2 separate regions of the Gossypium hirsutum genome follow, and region 1 is linked to region 2. Evidence: chromatin contacts called from public Hi-C data. All regions are on one chromosome and are shown on one strand. The core of a region is the stretch at or near the end of the contact, and the rest is flanking DNA. Distances in the headings are between cores, read along the strand shown.

Region 1 (2,700 bases), core at 120-2,619, 110 kb before region 2:
ACCTTCTAAAAGAAGATGGTTTCCCTTCCTATGATCTCTGTCATCTACAAAAAAAATATACTCACATATTAAGAACCAAAACATAGGAAATTTAAGATGAAGATAATTCATGCAACATACAAAAAACAGTTGCTAAAATGTTTTTCTCTTTACCATTATAGGACTTGTCCCTCGATGAGAAATGCCTCCGTTCACGCTCTTCAAGCTCATTGCGGAGGTTTCTCTTCTGCAACTCATCCTGGGTGTCCTGCCCATCCTTTCTGCATTTCACATGTGCAAAACAAACCCATAAATAAGCTCATGTATAATACAAGTAGCGTTACAATACATTTCTAAATGCCTAGAAGTATGGTTTTGGTTAAGGAAACTCTCTAAAATAAACCTTTACTTCAACAACATAAAGGAGAACGAGAAGCAAACCAGAATATCTAACCATATTCAATGAACAAACACAATTTATTTTCAGTCCATATAAATATGTATCTCAATAGCAAAGCTCACAATATTACTGTCACATGTTTTGATACCTTTCTTTTTCCCTCTTTTTGGCCGTTGATACCCTAATACTTAGACATATGAAAACAAATATATGCATTATAAAGATGTTACAAACGACTCACCTAGGCTTTAGAGTAGTATGAGCAGCAAGGTCCCTCGACGAATACTTCTGAGATGGGCCGAAAATGCGAGTGCCACCCTGTTCATTCCCACCTTTGGCAGGTTGCCATGTCGGTCTAGCAGCAGTTGTCATGTTTTCTTCAAAATATTATCAGCAAATAACCTAAACCTGCCATCACAGATTCTTATAACAATCAAAACAAAATAATCGGAAAAAAAACATGATCTTCTGGGTATCAAAGAAAGAGGCTAAAAGTTCCAAAATTTACAATTAGGAATACGAAAGAAGAGTCAAATACTTGAAGAATTGGTTGCATTTAAAAATCAAAACTTAATCGTATGAAAAACGAAAAAGCGCAAAAGCCCTAACTCATTGGACAATCGATGCATACCCAAAAACGAGAAAACAAACGTTTAATTCAAAGAACCGACTTTCTTTGTTTTCAACTCTGGTTTTCTCAGCAAACAAACAGAAAAAATAACGAGAAAAAAAATCCAACAATCAAATCAAACCCTAAAACACAAAATTAATTAAAATCAAAGGAAGACTCAGAGTTTTTACCTTTGTCTGATTCCTCAACAAATTGGATTGGACGAGAAAAATCGAGACACCCAAATAAAGGATGAAAGGAAAACCTGACCTTCGGAATAGTAATATAAATAATGCAATGGTAGTCGGTTTTCTGATCTGGGTCAGAAAGTTATCGTTTCCTAAACCGGTTGTTTGACCCGGGTCTAAAATTTGAAGACCAGGCCAATCGTACCTCTTTAATTCATGGATTAAAGCCTTGTTCGGGCCTTCAACATATATTTAAGCCCAATTATTTTTAACATCTATACTAATTATAATATTCTTATGGGTTAAATATAAAATTGGTACTCAAATTTGTCCATTTTTTTCAGATTGGTACCCGAACTTTTTCTCGTTAACTAGTTTGGTATTTTTTTAACCTCGTTAAGTTTGGGGTAGGTTGCATAATAGAATTATGACACGTGGCATAATGATAATCTAAAAATATATTAAAAAGCAATAAAAATATTTTTAAAAATTATTTCCATTTTCTTTTTATTTTTTCTTATTTCCTTTTTTTTCGTTAAGTTCAATCATTTTTTGGGCCTTGGTCTCGATTTTGGGCTCTCGGGCCCAATTTATGATTTAGGGTCAATTTTCAAATTCAATTACCCATTGGGCCAATTGTCTAACTTAAAAATTAACTTTCAAAAATATCATATTAATTTTAATTAATTTGATTAAGTTAATTTTACTTGATCAAAATAAATTTTTCCAAAAATCACTTTGATTTTCCAAATTAATTTTTCAAGAAAATTCTTTAATTAAATTATCTAGTTAAACAATTCTTATGACCGCCTAATTTAATTCCCTATCGAATAAATTGACTCAATTAAATTATTCCCAAAGTCGTAAAATTTTCTTCTGATTCAAATACAGTCCGATCAAGCTTTTGTTGAGCTAGCGGAGGCACCAATCAAACATATACAATTAGGCTTTAGTGTTTGCAATTATATACAGAAGCTTCGTTCCGATAATTCGCAATTACTTAATCATGAAGTTAGTCAACAAGAAGTAACATGATTGAAAACTCCTTATTGTATACTCTTTATGAAAGTAATTCATCTAACTACTTTGTCCAATGACCTCGTCATGTGTGTGTCACCCTCATATGATATCCTTAATTCCTTTGAGTTAAGTCCGTTCACTCAATACAATCATATTTTATCTCATTGTCACCATTGTGTCTTCTTAATGATTAATATGATCATTGTCAACAAATGACTGTGATAAATTGCTTGAGAATAAGCAACCCATGGCTACATTCCTTATTTATCAGTCTATATAATGCCAATGAGAGGATATTATTAACTCTTTAATTGAGCTATGAATTCCATTGTTGCTAGAAAAGCCATGCCATACACAAGTCATGTACCCAACATACCAGCTATGGGCTCAATAATCTTTAGAGCATAAGCATCCACTTATATTAAAGCACATGAGTTGCATACGCATGGCTAGTAACTAACTCTGGATTTAGGTAAATCACACCATAAATGTCACAAGTAATT
Region 2 (2,700 bases), core at 118-2,617:
TTATTGCTTTCAAACAATGCACCATCTGTATTCAACTTAACCCGCCTTTTTTCTGGTAAACTCCAATGATCAATCGAGACCTTCTGAATGCGATGTAGCTTACATGATTTTGAGTTTACAAAGCTCGTAGTCCAAGCTAAACCCATACCTACAACACCATTAATATTACTATGGCTATTATTGAAAATGAAATTATTTCGGCATTTTCATAATAGCCAACACATTATTGCAAACAAAGTCGACCAATTTTCCTCCTTCACCGTCAACTCCTCTTGAGATAACAAGTTCTTGGTTAACCACATATTACTGACTGAATTAGAAATTATCGTCTTCCAAACGACTTTTGAGAACTCACAATCTCATATGGCATGTAGGCTAGTCTCAATGGGAAATCCACAACAAACACAATAGTCTTCAATAGGCATATGTTGTTGAGCTCGCTTCTCATTAATCAGAATCCTATCTTGCCACAACAAGCATAGAAATACACGAACTCTTTGTAGAGCCTTACACTTCCAAATAAATTTCCACTTAATAGATAGGTTAACATTACCAAAATCAGTCAAATTCTTATATGTTTCAGTTGAAGAGAAAAGGCCACTTGTCAACCACTTCCACTAAATGCAGTCTAAATCTACATTCGTACAAGGCGGAAGCACAATTGTAATATGCTTGATCACATGGTTAGGAAAAAACGAGATAATACAAGCCCAATCCCATTTACCTGAAACATCCGTCATATCGCAGGCTCTCAATGTTTCATCCAGTACACCAGGTCCCTGAAACAGATCCTTAGGAAGACCAATGTGCCTAAGCCATGTATCATTCAAAAAATTTACCACTTGGCCATCATCTATCAATTAGAAAGTATTAGTAATGGTTTCTGGCCAAATTTTCATAATTGATCTCCAAATGAATGAACAACCACTTACCAAATTGTTTGTAGTAATATCCCTTGAACATTATACTTGTTTCTTAAGACGTGCACCCACAATTTTCTCAAATTAGCAACAATGTCAAATCTCAATTTTAGTAGGGAGGCTTTATTCTGATTCACTAAGTTTTTGATTCCAAGTCCACCAATGTCCAATGGCTTACAACAATCTGACCAATTCAGCTAAGAAGGTTTCTTTATCTCCGCATCAGATCCCCAAATAAATTCTCTTGCTATTTTCTTAATTTTCAAACAAACCGATATAGGAAGCCAAACAAAACTCATAAAATAACTTGGTATAGCTAAAAACACTAATTTGACCAAAATGATTCTTCCTACCATCGAAATGTTTCTTACCTCCTAGCCACTGAACTTACTACGAAACTTATCAACTACAAAACTAAAGGTACCCTTTGTGACTCTTTGATTGAAAATAGGCATGCCGAGATATTTCCCTAAATCATCTACCCTTGAAACTCCAATATCCTCACATATTACGCTAGTGATTTCCCCGAGGTGTTTATGGAAAGAAAACCTACGTTTTATTTCTGTTAACCATTTGATCAGAAAACCCACGAAACGTATTGATAACAACATTAACATGTGCAGCCTCAACTCTATCCGCTTTACAGAATAAGATTAAATCATCAGCAAAGAAGAGATGTGAAAGCTTCGATCTTTGTGTTGAGAAAGGTAAAGGGTTCACTTCTTTGTCTTAATCGCATTCTTAACTAGATGACCAATTCGTTCCATACACAATACAAATAAATACAGTGATAGGGGATCCCCTTGTCGTAGTCCTCGCGTGGGATAGAATTGTTCTAAAACTGACCCATTCCAAAGAATCTGCATAGATGATGAAGTTACATAATTCATAATTACTCGTACAAGAACAAATGGAAAACCTGCATTAATCATGGTATTTTCCAAAATGTCCCAACGAATTCTATCATACACTTTCTCCAAATTAAGCTTCAGAGCCATTCAACGACTTTTCACTTTCCTGGTCTTCATAGTATAGGATCGCCTCCTATGCAATGATAATTTTGTCAGAAATGCTTCTCCCTCTAATGAAACTTGTCTGATTTGGACTGACAATGTTAGCCATGATCGGTCTAAGTCAGTTTACAATAGTCTTGGTTATAATTTATACAACACGGTACATAAACTAATTAGACGAAACTGGGATATATACTGAGGACCTTGAATTTTTAGTATCAACACAAGCAAAGTCTTATTAAGATTAGGATAAAAACAATGCCCCCTAAATACTTTCTGAATTAGAGCACACACAGATTCACCAATCATTTTCCATTAGGACTAGTAAAAGTTCACATGAAACTCACCTATTCCGGGTGCCTTCGGAGGTGCCATACTAGAAGCCGCCTTATAAATTTTTTCACTTGTAGCTTCCATTGACAGAAGATCACGATCATTCAGTGAAAGTAAAAGAAACATGCCGTGACATGAAAAGGTTCCCGCAACCCTAAGCCTAGCCGTATAAAGTTCCTGAAAGTAACCCACTGCATGCTGTTTTAACTTATCATCATCAAAACACCAAACTCCATTGCCAATTATTAACCCTTCAATTTCGTTAGACTTCCTTCTAGTTCTCGCGCGATTGGGGAAATATTTAGTATTTCTATCACCATTTGTCAGCCAAACAAATTGGGACTTCTGAAACCATAAAAGCTTTTCATGTCATCAATTTCTTTTAGAATTTCAGCTTCTTGTGAGATCAAATGTGGTGAAAATCAAAGTTCCAA

What was found. A called contact is a pair of places that touch in the nucleus more often than the background predicts.
Region 1: a contact with region 2 is called in a Hi-C map of leaf, with 2.6 times the contacts expected there. The contact joins the promoter of LOC107893513 here to the enhancer-like site in region 2. A contact is called at or near these places in 7 of 34 Hi-C or Micro-C datasets (anther, callus, fibers and 3 more).

The regions. Positions count from the first base shown.
Region 1 is chrA13:91,870,789-91,873,488 of Gossypium_hirsutum_v2.1, reverse strand. LOC107893513 (protein CWC15 homolog A) reads right to left here and starts at 1,369. Exons shown (of 8, transcript XM_016818531.2): 1 at 1,181-1,369; 2 at 621-787; 3 at 154-260; 4 at 3-44. The coding sequence starts at 751.
Region 2 is chrA13:91,763,993-91,766,692 of Gossypium_hirsutum_v2.1, reverse strand. It overlaps LOC107895169 (a long non-coding RNA gene), which reads right to left. Exons shown (of 2, transcript XR_001683434.2): 1 at 2,281-2,700; 2 at 1,751-2,025. Among protein-coding and RNA genes, the nearest start is that of LOC107895169, 3.9 kb to the right of the region's middle. Within about 2 kb of position 1,367, at least 2 of the 9 cell types and tissues checked have an H3K27ac peak or open chromatin away from gene starts, as enhancers often do.